2 separate regions of the Anas platyrhynchos genome follow, and region 1 is linked to region 2. A link is a contact called in public Hi-C data. All regions are on one chromosome and are shown on one strand. Each heading gives the region's core, a stretch centred on a gene start, on an enhancer-like site or on the middle of the called end of the contact. The rest is flanking DNA. Distances are from core to core; before and after follow the strand shown.

Region 1 (7,177 bases), core at 3,696-6,195, 58 kb after region 2:
GTCATCTATTGCCGTGCAATGGTGGAGCAGATGCATGCTAAATCTTGTATAATGAAAGAATATGCTGGTGTCAATTATGTAAGAAAACGACTTTACAGTGGTTTGAGGCAATGGGTTAGCATTCTGCTTGATATTATCACATAAAGAAACACCCATCAAAACTTCTCATAAATATGGAACGGCGAGTAAGATTACATTATAAATTTGAATGTTATGAATGTGTATGAGAGAGACAGATCAGAGCAGGAAACCCACCTCTCATAACTGGAAGTGAAAAAAAAAGCCATATTTCAACATTTACATAGCACCGGGAGGGCAGGACGGGATTGGGGCCGGGGTACTGTCCCTCCCTCCTGCCCCATAGCTGATGTGATGGCATTTGCTGGGGACAGCATTGCCGCTGGACGCTGGTGACACAGCAGCAGGAGCCTGCGTGGTGCTTTGGGGTGAGGTGGCTGGGGAGGTGGCATTGCTGCTGCAGGTGGCTTTCACCTTGAGAGATGTTTGCACGAGGAGCTAAACTTCAGCGTTTTGGGACAGTTTTAGGGGGCTGGTTGCCATCAGCCAAAACCCGTACCAGCAGCCAGCACACAGCTAGGCATGTGTCTGAGTGCAGAAAGCCTCAGCAGCTCGGGTAAGCAGGTCTCTGGGGCAAGGTCTGTTCGCCCAGGGGCAGAGAGGTATCAGCTCAGGGCACGCCGGGCAGGGAGAGACAGAAAGGATTAGCAGGGTATCAGAGGGGATTTGCTTCCCAGCAGATTCCCAGCACGTGCTGGAGGGAGGAGGCGCTGGGGGCGAGGGAATTCCAGGGCACAGACTCAACGAACCACGTAACTAAATTCAATTCCTCGTAAAACACAAGCTGCAGCAGGCGTAGAGGAGAAAAGGGACGGCTGGCCTGAGCTGAGAGCCGGGGCCGGGCAGCTACGGGGCCGATCCCACAGCTCACATCCAGCCTGGGGCAGAGCAGCTCACCCCGTGCAAACCCTCTGAGCTTGCGCTGCCCACTCCCAATCCCCCCAGACCCCAGCAGCACCCGAGCTGCTCCCAGCCACTGCAGGACCCTCAGCAGAGCTGTTGGTTATCCCAGCTCCAAGGCTGGATGCAAAGTGGAGCAGATCCAGGCTCCTTGCTCCCAGCTGATGGCTGAACCCACTTGTTTTGCTCTGCCTGGGCTCCAGCTGGCTGGCTGCAGCCTGGGTCCGTCAGGCTCTGTCAGAGTGGTGCACCCGAGCTCCCGACGCGAATGGGAGGCATGTGTGAGGCATCACTTCGCAGCCATTCATTCCCTCATGCTCTCCCAGATGTTGCTGCCCTCCACAGCCAGGACAGCTGAACGCATCCAGCCCCATGGGCCACGGGCTTTCAGCATCAGCACAGAGAGAAATCGGCAGCGTCGGTGCTGGGTTTTGAGCCGTGGCACTTCAGGAGCAAGCATCCAGCCGGCCAGCTGTGGGGCTGGGGTCAGCCAGACCATTAGGTGACAACACGTCTGCCACCTGACCTCAGCCCCAGCGTTTGAGCTGTCCTCTGAGCCCACGCTCATCCTCACTGGCCCTTCTGCTGGCCCTGGAGCGGTGGGAATTGTGCTGCTGTGGGTACATTCACTCAAACGTACCTGTACCAAACTATCTCAGCATCACCTACATCAATGCACGTGTCTGGCTGCGGGGTCTGGTGCAGAGGGGTTAATCTGCAGTGTGCTGCCTGGGAGAAGCAGCAACTCTTTGGTGCAAAAGCTGCTCTTGCTGCTGCTGGAAGCTGCCCTGCAGAGCAGGATTTGGGGTGACAGATCTGCACTCAAGACCAGGAAGACAAACGTGAGAGCAAAGGAGGTGTCTCCAGCCAGTCATTAGCACAAGTTTCAGATTCTAAATCCTCGAGTGGTCACTGCTGAGCATGGGATGGGCCCAAATCACTGCAGGCTTCCACCAAAATCCATCAGGACTTTGTCCAAGTGCCACCGTCTTCCTAGGGCAGGTCCCTGCATTCTCTTTGACATCTCTGGTGCAGGCAGCACCACCACGAGGCAGGGTAGCTCTAACCCCTGTATATGACGGGTGCCCACATCTAATCACCAGGCTGTGTTTGGCCTGAACCACTAAATTGTACCTCCTCTTGGGTGTGTGGTGTCTCCTGCTGCCTACGGTGGCAACATCCCTGTTACGTGGCACCGAACAGCCTCTGTCTTACACGAGCACTGCCTTTGGCCCACACCAGCCCAGTGTGACGGCTATTCCAGCCTCTCTTTGCTCTGCTGGTTACAAACCTGCTGCTAATATCCAGCCCACATTTCTTCCCTTCTGCTTTAGCCTTGTTTGCTCCAGTGCCAATGTCCTCTTTTAGCTTCAGCGGCTCTTCCCTGCTGTTAACCCCGTTGACGTATTTATGGGCGGCAATCAGATCCCCTCTCAGCGGGTGTCATGCTGGGCTAAACAAGCCGAGCTCATTCAGCGTCCTCTCCCCAGAAGTGGTAGGAACATCCCGCACGGAGGCAGTGCAGCTGCTTTGCTTCTGCCGCCAGGTGGGAGCACATCTGGGCCGGATTCAGACCGTCCCCATCCCCATGCCTCCCCTGCTGCCTTGCTGGGAGTGGGGATAGATGCCGTGTCTCCCCCTTTCCCCTAGGACAGACGTCCCTGCAGAAGTCACCCTGAGCAAAAGGCACTTCCAGGAGCTTTTCTAGGGACAACCTAAAGCCTGGAGAACCTCAGTAGGGAAATAGGATCCAGGTGCACAAGGTAGGGTCTGTCCCACACAAGAGGTGTCACTTGGGTGCTGTCACGAGGAGGGTCCCTCCTCTGGCTTTGTGGAGGGGCTGTGGCATCTTGTGCTTCCCCTTCAGACCCTCCCCGCTCCCCACCTTGGCTTTTCTAAGAGGCCCAGGCAACATCCTGAGCTCGGAGAAAGGCAGAGCAGCAGAAGGCAAGGGAAGCACCGGCTGAAATGAGGCTGGAGGAGGACACGCTCCCAAAGCTGTCTGCCAGAAGGCTGCAGAGCTGGTCAGTGTCCCCTGACGAAGCACAGCGATGTCCTCAGGAGAGGAGGAACGTCCCCTCTACGGTTGCTTCACCCACTGCTGCCCTCTGATCTAACAAAGAGGTTGGCTTTTAAATGTAGCGAACTTAAGAGAATGACAGCTTATCTGTCAAGCTAACGCACAGCCCTCCGTGCTGGCTCTTGCCAGCAGCACAACGCCAGATAATTTAATATTATAATAGGATTCGAACGGCCCTTTAAACTAACAGGGTAACAACTCTATTAACTGGTACACAGGCAGGGAAAATGAGGTGCTGGAAAAACAGAGGATGCATCAAATTTAGACTTTGACAGAGGTGTTCACATCACCCCAACATTTGCTTTGTTTGCCAGCGCTTGCGATTTATTGCCCAGAGACGTAAAGTATGTTTGTAGGATTAGCCGCAGGCTGTACGTGAAGGTGGCAGCGAGGAAAGTGGCACAGAAATCCAACAACCAAGGTCTAATCTCTAGCGTGGGTGGTCTCTGTGGCCTTGAATGGCTAAAGACATTCCTGCTGGACAGCAAAATGGACAATTCTTCTGACATTGGAAAGATTTGCCTGATTTTACCAGGATTACAGTTTGGGAGAAAATCCAGAGGAAAAGCTTGGTCAGTGTTCAATGACTCCACTTCTGTATTTTCAGAAATAACTCTGCTTGGTGTGTGGATATGACTTTCTATTTTAACGTTAAAAAAGTATGATACTGTTAAACCTTGAAATGAAAATGAAATTAATTAATCTGATCTGAAGTGAGTGTTCCTTGAGGACTTTCCTTTGCAGGCATTTTGAAAGTGGTGAAAGGAGGGAGGGAACGAGATGGACATTTCTAATTAAGTGTTGCACATCTGGAACTCTCAGGCTTCCTTCTCCCCTCTGGATTTTGCAAACTTCTGTGCCTGGCAGAGCTCTGACCAGCCCTTTATTGTGCTTGATGCTGTATAAGTATTTAAAAACAGTAGTCGCAATGCCAGTCCAAATCCCAGAGCTTCAGTTCCTATGTAGCCAAATGTTTCTCATTTATTAGCATGGATTTATTCCTAGAAAGCTGTTTCTTGCTATATCTTTGTGCAGCATTCATTGCATTTTAGCCTCTCACCCCCTAGCCTCTTCCTGACACCCCTTTGCTCTGTTGCAGAGCCCTTGCATAATCCTCAAATTTTTTGACTGTAAAAAAAAAAAAGATTATAATTCTATTTTACCTAAGATAGAATGTGCTTTTTTAATTTTGTCTCCAAATTTGCTGAAGTTAAATTGTTCGGTGGACTGGTTTAGACATATTCCCTATTTTATAAAAAGTGTAAACATTCTGAAACAATTAAAATACTATAAAATGAAAAAAGTGGCCGTTTTCTGCATAAGATGAGCTTTTTCTTTCAAATTATAAAATTCGATGAAAGGATGAAAACTGAAACCAAGTGATTCAAAGTGGCACATACAAAAATACTCATCCAGATTTCTGGGAAAGGAGCTCCTGTGACTTTTGGAGGTTTTGTCCTTGTCCTGAGACAGGGCACTTCTGTACTCCTCAAAAAAAAAAAAAAAAAAAAAAAGAGAGAGAGAGAGAGAGAGAGACTTTCTGATCTTAATTCCAAACATGTTTCAAGGCTTCAGACTGTAAAACTTATTAAGATACAGATCTTTATCCCAACTTCGCCCCTGCCCCAGCTGGATGGGCTGAGCCTAAAGCCCTGGAGTGAGAGCACCCGGCCGGCTGGTTTCCTTGCAGTATTTTGCCTCTTTTGCCTTGGTTTTTAAGCTCGGAAAGGGGAGAGCACCTCTCCAGCCGTCTGGAAAGCTCTCACAGCAGTTTAACTGGGAAGCAGTGGGTTGGTGTGTGCTCAGCGTGGACCCCACTGCCAGCCAGCCCTGGGAGCCTTGCCCACGCGCCCTTCTCATGTACCAGGGTATTTATAGCCGCCGATGCCAGGAATTCGGCTGGGACGCCGCCGGGGAGGATAACAAGTTTCTCTTTAGGAGGAATGTTCCACCCTGACCGGAGGAGCGAAGAACAATAAAAGATGATTGATTTCCTCGCAGCCGCCCCGGAGCACGGCGCTGTCCCCATGCCAGGAGGGCTGCCAGTGTCCCCGCTGCAGGTCTGCCTTCCTCCACTGCCCTCGCCACGGCCAGCCCAGATTGTCACCAGTGGGCAGACAGGGGCTGCAGCCCGACATCCACATTTGCTCCCCAATCCGGGCATCTCACATCGCCTTCGCCTGAGACAAGTGGGAAGAGGAGGAGGAGAGAGAGGGAGGGCTTATAAGACCGTCTCCCTGGGCCTTCAGGCACTTTCTATTTACATTCTTTGGAGTAAATTACCGAGCCTTAGAAATTTACAGGGAAATCGCTTTGATTCTTAAACTATATGAATGAAGCTGCAGATGGAGAGAGTAATGGCTTAAATTTATTAGTGTGCATAAAATTGTTGATGCTAATTTTCAGCTGTACACTAAGCAAACAGTCTATGGGATTAAACCGGGTCCCTTATTTAAACAAACTCACAAAATGTAATTTACATCTAGTTATTGTTTCCGACTCTTCTCAGACCCCTTCCCAAAGCTCCCTCTAATGTTGTCAGCTCTGTATTGCACCCGCTCCTTCTGCTCCTCCATCACCTCTGGCAGGACAGCGATGCGACCGCTGTGGGACCTTGATGGAGATAGATACATATTTAGGCAGAGCAGTGCTCTCTGAGCTTTCTTCTCTAGGCAAACTGGCCTGGATTTTATTTTTTTTCCACTAAACATGCCAGATTTTCCACTAGAGATGCCACTTAGAGGTGCTTTTTTTCCACTAGCAATGCCAGTCATTAATTATTGGCTTAAGCCTCCACCGGTGGGTTCCAGCAACGAAGGGAAACCTCTGTGACAGGGCAGTGCCAAGCTGTCACACCTCAAGGATTACATATACGGCCTTGTCTCCTGCCTTGCAGTGAGTCTGGGCATCTGTTGTTCATGGTACCAAGCATTTCCCCTGCTTTTTGAGACCTACTGCCTGGTGCACAGCACCCTGGATTAGGAGAGGTACTAGAAGGATTTATTAGCAAACAAAGTTCACAGGGACAATGGGAGATGGTCCCCATGCCAGCAGCCTCACACCTTGCTCCACCACTCAACCTGACATCCCCTGCATCTTGATGTGTGCTGTCGTCTTTGCTGGGAAACAAAAGCTCAGCAGCTGCCCCTGCGCCAGCAGAGAATACCAGACAAAAAAAAAAAAAAAGGACAAGCAACACGCACTATTTTTCATCTGCATATAAAACTCTGCAGGGCTAGTGAAGATTCGCTCATTAGATGCAGAGTGCCTGACCTCAGTGGGGTCCAAAGGGGCTGCAGGGATGAGAATTAATTAGATGGAAAAAATCTGGCCATCCTCAACCCCGACCAGTCATGAACTAATCCCATAAATGCATCTGCGCTCCAGCTAGGAAAGAGATGATGACACAGGACAGGGAATGGGGTGAGAAAAGATCATCCATGCTTCTGACAGCCACATGCAGAATCCTTATTCCCTGCCCTCTGGTGCCTCCCTATGAGAGGAGTCTGTGTTACAGAAAGTCTGGGTGTTGCCGGAGGGTGGGGAGGCTGCAGAGGAGGAACAGGGCTGGCAGAGCACGTGGAAATACAGAGATACCAGGGGAGCTGCTAATCCTGCTCCCTGGGGCTGTTAGGGTGACCAAACCAGTGATGCTCACACACTTGGGATAGGGACACACTCCCAAATTTCTCTTCCTGGGCCAGGGCTGTCCTCAGGCCCCTGGAAGCTTTTTCCCTGGTGCTGGGGTGTGCAAGGATTAAGCTGCTTGTGTGAGCTGAGCTGGATGGGATAAACCAGGCTCCTCTGTGTCCCTGAAGCAGAATCAGCCCAGACTTCAATCTTCACCAAATGGACACACCCGTGTTTGAAAAATGTCTGCTTGCACCCGTGTATCTTCTGCACCTCCAGCGCTTGGAGGGGTCCCACTAGGAACATCACTGCTTGGGACGCAGAAAAGAGGCTGGAGGGACCAATCCTGCCCTCCCTGAGGGAGAAGGACATGGAGGTGAGTCCCGAAAGGCCCAGGAGCTGCTGTTCCTCCAGCTCCAGCGGGGACAGGAGACCAAGGACAGAGATGGAAAGCCACTTCAGCATCTCCCCTCCCACCGCAGCACTGCG
Region 2 (7,268 bases), core at 3,357-5,856:
TAATTCAATTAGCGCGTTGTGGAGCTCCGCAGTACCTCCAAGCAGATGTTCGCGATCCTTAGGAGCTGGAGCTGGGTTTAGAAGTACCTGGATGGCGGGCGGCAGGCAGCCTGCGCGCACCGGCCTGCCTCCTAACGAGGGACTGAGGCGAAAGGAGGGCTTGGTGGGCAGAGTTTGGTTCTGTTTGCCACAGCAATCGGCCAAAGTAATGCCAGTGCACTGAAGACCTTGCCCTCTCCTTCCCTGAAGAGCCCATGGGGCAGAAACCAGACCAGGGTGCTGGGGATTTTCAGTGGCTTAAGCCCTTAAGCAAGGGCAGCATCTCGCACTGAGTGCTCAGCACCTAACCTGAGGAATTAACAGAAAAAAAGTGCAAAAGAATAAACGCCGTTCCCAACTGCTAAACTGTCATTTACTACACACCCCCAAAAGTCTCCACTTTGCCCCCTAAATGGGGGGAAGGCTCTGTGTTGCTGCTGCTGGAGCTGAGACCTCGCAGCTCCGTCCCGAGGCCAGGTGAGCTGCGTGCTTCCCAGCCCAGCGCTGCTGCCAGACATCAAGGTCACCAGATTTAAACCCTAAATATCTCTTTTTACCAAACCTTTTCTCTCTCCACAAGGCAGCGGCTTTACTTTCTTTAAAATCTAAGGTCCCAGCCTCGGATAACCTCTCCTGGTCTTCCTAAAATTATGCCCCTGAACGAGGGCTGGAGCCAAGTGCAAAAATTGCGCAATTAATTTGGCTTCGTTTCTGCTCCTTCTCTTATCCCCTCTCATGCCTTTATAATCGCTCCTGCCAGGTGGTAAGATGAGGAGAAACATGAGAAAGCGATGCCGAACACCTCCAACAAGAAACTTTGCTTAAAAAACCAGGTGTCACATTGTGGCAGTTCAATATTTCATAGCCAATACAAGGAATGTGCAACAACACTGCAACTTTAAATCTTTGCCTCCTGTGTCAGTCTCTCTCCTCTCATTGTAATGCCAAAGGGAACAGCAATCAGAGTGGAGATGTTCAACGTGATAGAGGTCAGGACACCGGTGGATCAACGTACCAGAAACACGACCTTGTTTATTTTTTTCCCCAGTATTATTGTTTACAGGGTGCTTTGCTCATGTACCTTGTGGTTCTTAGCTAAAAGATGAAATTACAGCCCAGGATGAAGCGCTCAGGCACACATCCAATTTGTGTTTCCATCTCAGAAAACAAAAAGCTTCTGAGGCCCTCGGGCTGCCATTCAAACTTGGAGAGGCTGACATTTTTAACAGCATGAAGCAGAGACTGGCAGAGGGAATGATCTAATGCATTTCTGACTTGTCAATCAAAGATCTCACCTCTGCTGTCTTGTAAACAGTTGGGGGCCACCTAACTACGATCATAAACAGGGGAGAGCCTGCCGCCAGCCGGGGGGTGCTGCAGCCACAAGCTCTGGCTATTAGCCACCAAAATTACCATTCTGGTTTAGAGGCTCCCTGTAAACAGCCCACGGGCACATTTCACACAGCCGCTGGGAGAGCACGAGAGGAGGGAATACAAAGCAGCCTTGGGCGAGGGACGCCACATCTTGAGGCTGGTGGGGTGTGTGGACTGGACACCCCATCTCTCTCCCCACTAAGGTACCCATCTTCACCTACCAGTAAGGTCTTCCTCCAAATTCATTTCTCACAAACACATTTCTGAGCGCGCACAGCTTGCCCACCCCCCAGACTTTGGCTTTAACCTCCTTGTAAGGCAATAAATAAAGTACTACCATTACTACTCACATTTACTCTGCATTTCTCAGCAATAAAATGCCAACTTTTAAGGTAAGAGGCAAGGGTAATCTGGAGGAAACTAAGAATGACCATTTCTAACAATTTTTTAAAAAATAGATGTAAAAATAATGTGAGAAACTAGTTCATTTCTATCTCATGGGTGCAACATGCTTCCATTACACCAGACTGTTTACATCTTTGACACTCAGCTTTCTCCAAGAGATCTCTGTCCAAAGAAGAGGAGCAGTGTAAATCACACCCATACTGCAGAACCTTAAATACCCTGCAGTTTACTTCAATTTGACTAATACAGCAGGATGGCCATGCATTTACAGCAGGATGGCCATGCATTCCTCAACCAGGACAGAGACTTCTGCCTCAAACAAGGAACACACTTTGCTTCTGCAAAACCAAGCAAAACGCAATCTTTTTCATTTAACACAGCCTGGTGTGCCATTCTTTATGATCAAAGCCTTCACTTCAAGTAAGGCAAAATGTGAATTTCTGGCATTCCAGAGAAAAGCACTTCCATACTCATTCAACAAGAGGCGGCTACCTCCACCACAAGAAAGTCAATTCTCCTTTTCGATTACAAGAGACCATTAGAGAAATAAGAGTTTTGGATCCAGCAAAATAAAGCTGATTAGACCACTTTTTGCTTTTTCACTGGTGCCTAGGCTCCAGACAAAAAAAAATAATAATAATAATAAAAAAAAATAATGCATGACTCTTGTCCCAAAACATTTACAACCTACAGTGGAGCCAATATTTGTAAGTAGTGTCAATTGGGTAAAAATGAAGAGATGATGGACTGCTCTCCGTGATTACCCTGATACATAACCTTTGGCAAGACTTTTAAATTGCTCCTTAAGAGTCTGCATTCACACAGTAGCCTACAGAAATAAATTAAAGGAAATATTATGATCTTCTGCAAACCTGAAAGGTTTAATGCAATCATTTTCTTGGCATCGTTGATGGGTGTAACTGTAAATCAGAATTTTCAAAGAACTGTGACTATGAAAAATAACATAAGCTGAGCCCCGTAAGCATGCATGGAAAATATTTTAAAAGGGGGAAAGTAATTATCTTCAAATGAAAAATGTCATGAAAACAGGCACCTGTTGGCACATCTGGAAACTTCAGAAACATGGATTTCTAGGAAAAATATACTCTGCATAAGTTTATTTTTTATTATTTGGAGAATCTACTTGCAACCTAGCTTTCAGTTGTTTTGCAGAGTGACAGTACAGCATCCAAGACACCGAAAATGAAATGGCTGGCCTTTTTCTCTTTTTTTTAAGCACCCTTTTTAACCCCCTCCCACAAAGCCTTATCAGAGTTCATGTTCCAATTTGCTGCCTTCTTTCACCATGATCTCTATGAAATTCAGTTACACAACAGACTATCGGTTGCCAAACCCTGAGATAAAAGATGTTTAAAAAAACAACTGTTTCTAGCTCCTTAATCCCCCATTCCTGGGTTTAGCCTTAAAACCTTTCCCACTGTGCGAGGATTGCCAAATGGAGCTAAGGAACCAGAAGATCCTGTTTTCACAGAAGTGTCTCCGATAATAAAAACACACAAAGAAGAAAAATGAAGTTATCTGACATATTAACAGAATCATCTCTAAATCGACTATCTGCCAATGTTTCCCATGAGGAGTCAGCAGGGCTTTAACTGAGCTATTCAAAAAGAGCCTGTTTCCACATTTCTGTCTGAGCATCTGAAGGTAAGCATGTAAATAACTAGACAAATTCAGCAGTGACTAAGTAGCCTTCCAGATGGCACCTTCTCTTTTGCCACAAGCAAAGAACATTGATATGCTTCTCCAGTTACTTCAAGCTTGCTAGCGAAAAAAATAAAATAACTTAATATGAGGAAAATTTGCTGGGGTACAAAGAAGTCTTTAATGCTTTCCTGAAGATTCAATACCAAAGAAAGCATTACAGAACGATGAAATATTTCAATATCACAGCTTCAAGCAGGCTTCAAACCACTCCCATTTAGACTACTGCACTGGAAAATGCAGAAGCCATGCCTCCTGGAGGGGAGTTTTCTGCAGACCATGCAAGCTAATGGGGATCAAAGCCCATTGAAAAAAAATGGGCTGAAATATGGATGACTCATTGCTGCAGAAGCTGTTACTGGCATTTAGTTTCTCAATAGGCACTAAATGAATTCCTCGGCAGAGTCAGTGCTATGCAGACTACTGGTATACCATTTTAGATGGCAAGTGAGGCAGCCTTCCCCAATTCCCATAGTCACTAAATACCCATGGAAATGTTTTGCTAAATCTGCAGGAATGCAAACGTCAAAGTCCTGATCCACTTCCAAGAAGGCAATACATGGTAAATGGTTCAGCTTCTGACTCATTTGACCCCAAATATCAACGCAGCATATTAGCAGAAAAGTTACTGTACATAGCTACCATTATCGAGAACATCTTGAGCTAAAAGAGGAAAGTTCCCCTTCCCTTTTGTAATATACATTTAATGTGAGTAATCAAAAATAATTCAAGTAGAAAGAAGTCACAATTTGAGTTTATAAATTACTTTCAATATACTGCTAAGGTTCTCTAAAACCTGAGCTTAAAGAGATCCGAGATTTATTCAACAGCAGAAAGCCCAAAAAATAAGGCTCATCCGATTTAGTCAAATTATGCAAATCAGGATTAAAAGTAGGATTCTAAATTCTGCCTGTTGTCTCCAGAGTCCTCTTAGACTAATAAAAAGTCTTCTTCCCCCTCCCCCATGGAAAGCTCCACTAAAAGCTTGCTGCTTTAGCAGAGGAGGCCTGGCAGGACACCTTCCAGAGTCCATCAGTGCTGGTGCTGGGTCAGCAAAAAGAGTTGCAGCAAAATGATGTAATACACTTAAGCCTCCCCTGAGACTGAGACGATTATTTCCACTGTACTCTCCTAGTCCTGGAAGCAGGCAGCCAAATTCAAAATGATCTTTGCACGCCATCCTTTAGAAGCAGGTAACGAACTCCCAACAGAATGATTCAGAATTTTTCAGGACGATTCTAGCCTATTCATTATGCCTGGTTTTGCAAGATGCTGGTGAATAAAACTCTCTGCCACAGGTTCGGTCAACAAATCCAGCAGCACAAACCTAGAAATAAACATTCATGCTACCAGGAACTCGAATGAGCGCACTCTCCAGAAATACTTCTAAGGTCCCCCAATCACTGCAGTTCACACACAATCACCCAGAGAGAGCATCTGACAAGAACAGATCTCTGCAGTCCAGCCTCCTCTGCTCTCCTTTTTGTACCCGCTTGCCAGCATAAAATGCTTGCAATGATCTTGAGCTTTAGATTTCTAGACACTAAGCTACCAGCTGCTTCACCCACAGGAGAGTAACTCAATTTTGTAAGAGTCACTGGTCACCTAAAGCATCTGAACAAACCCTGTCCAGCAAAAAGCTGTCTCGTGGCTGAGAAAAGCTGGCCTAACAAATTCAGAAACCAAAGAAAACCAGGTTCCTTTACTTGTCATTTGACTGACAGCTGACTCGTACCAAAATTTTCTATAATCAAAGTGTCCAGACTATTGCTAACAAACTTGAAGGAAACAAACGCTGGCATCAGTTATCACTGTGGCAATGAACCCACCCCCTCAGTCCTCCAAATGGCACACAGAAAATTTCGATAGGAAGGGAATCACTGGATGAACAGCCAGATTGGAGACTGTGTGATGGGTACTGTTTGCCAAATATAATTAAGTGCTGTATTTTTGACACAACTGAAAGCCAATGGAAAAAGATGATGGTACCAAGCCAATTTAGACAAAATAATTGTATTAAATCAAAGAAATGGAAATGCCCCAGTACTGAGCCACCCTGAATCTACGCAAGATGGGTTTAAATACCAGAGGAGCTCTGAATGACAAAGGAGAGGCATACAGTATGGAGCAGGATAAATGAAGGTAAAGCAAACGAAGTAAAGAAGCAGATGCACACATACATGGGTGGAGAGAAAAAGAAGGAGCGTGGAGAGACAGAAAGTACCTGGAAAGCTGGGAGTGCGCCAGTCCCTGGGTTATACAGGCATCGCAGCGAGGGCATGCTGTCCGCCAGGCTGGAGCAGCCCAGCCACAGAGATCTGGGCATAGAGCACTGCAGAGAAAGGACAACTATGAGATGGGACTGTATGAGACAGGATGGCACAGATTACAGGAACTTTCAAGGCTTAGCCAAATGGCATCAACACGACTGCAACTGGCCTTAAAGACTGAGACATCTTTAAGAGAACACAAACTGCTGGTGACACTTCCCTTTCGAGAAGGCTTTACAGATGTCAGAGTAGCAAGAAAAAGGCATCATGGATCAGGAAAGTAATTTTTTGATCAGCTTTCTACACCAATGCACGAGTTTTTTCACTAAAAAGAAGTTCCCTTCCAATTAAACAGACCTCTTCCCCATGCATAGCACATTCCAGGCACAAAACAGCACAAAGCAAGCAATTCTGCAAGGGAAGCAGAAAAGCAAATGACAACTTTAAATGGAATACTGGCAGGGAAAGAACAGGCTTTTTGTACATTGGGGTTTAGAAGGAAAAACCTGCAGGTCAAGGTGAACAGGAACTTGGTGACACTTTATAGGATTTTGTGTTTCTGCTTGCCTTGTTATTCATGAAATAAAATACGATTATTACAACAAAAATTCTGATCATTGAAAGCACAAATACAAAAAAAAAAAAAAGCCAAAGCAGCCGGTCAAGGAAAATACTAACCATTTTGTAGAGTTAAAGCCATTACTTCCTGAAATACAGGGAGTTGCTTGTTCATTTTAAATCGCTACTGCTAAATCTAGGGATGCATTATGACAGCTATTGCTTTTACCAGCCAGAGAATTTTTGATGCCATAAGCACTGCTGCATTTGTCTAATTACCGGTAAGGCAGGGAAAAACAAGTACATTGTAAATGGGCAGCTAGCTATGAAAACTGGAGGATGTGACAGATGAGATGCTAGAGATTTCAAACCCTTGCACTCTTCCTTTTTGCAACCCTCCAGGCTTTTTTTTCTTCCCATCCCCCTTAAAAAGGGGAGAAATCTGAGTGGAAAGGGCAGCTGGAATGGGTATGAAATGACAGCTGCCTTTTGAGCCACCATTTCTTGCTGCTCGTAAGAGGGTTGGAAAATCTTGCCCTAGATTACCACGTAGGAGCAACAAAACCCATCTCTGAGCAGAAAGATGATGGTCAACATTCATAATTTGGCAGTGCGTAAACAGCTACAGAGAGATTAACCCTGTCTATCACCACATTCTTTGGTTTATTCTGTCATAATTTATGCTGCTGTTCCAGAAATAGTATTAAAAGATTACTGGGGTACAGAACCTATACAAGTGTGCTTTCTGGAAGTTTAAGGTACCTCAAAATAAATTGCCCACCTCATTTTCTCTCTTAAAACCTCTTTGTCTTACAAATACTTGGGAACTCAAGAACATGAGTACTTTGTAGTATTAATCCTCACGTGAGATAATGCCCTTCCTGAAGACAAAAACTCAGA

What was found. A called contact is a pair of places that touch in the nucleus more often than the background predicts.
Region 1: a Hi-C map of subcutaneous adipose tissue shows a contact between it and region 2, with 1.7 times the contacts expected there. The contact joins two enhancer-like sites. A contact is called at or near these places in 3 of 8 Hi-C or Micro-C datasets (liver, skeletal muscle and subcutaneous adipose tissue).

The regions. Positions count from the first base shown.
Region 1 is chr6:27,571,531-27,578,707 of IASCAAS_PekinDuck_T2T, forward strand. No RefSeq gene overlaps it. Among named protein-coding and RNA genes, the nearest start is that of BTRC, 27 kb to the left of the region's middle. Within about 2 kb of position 4,946, at least 2 of the 8 cell types and tissues checked have an H3K27ac peak or open chromatin away from gene starts, as enhancers often do. A contact at or near this core is called in subcutaneous adipose tissue, where this site is marked.
Region 2 is chr6:27,514,360-27,521,627 of IASCAAS_PekinDuck_T2T, forward strand. It overlaps BTRC (beta-transducin repeat containing E3 ubiquitin protein ligase), which reads right to left. Exons shown (of 15, transcript XR_005266581.2): 3 at 5,765-5,872. Among named protein-coding and RNA genes, the nearest start is that of BTRC, 30 kb to the right of the region's middle. Within about 2 kb of position 4,607, at least 3 of the 8 cell types and tissues checked have an H3K27ac peak or open chromatin away from gene starts, as enhancers often do. A contact at or near this core is called in subcutaneous adipose tissue, where this site is marked.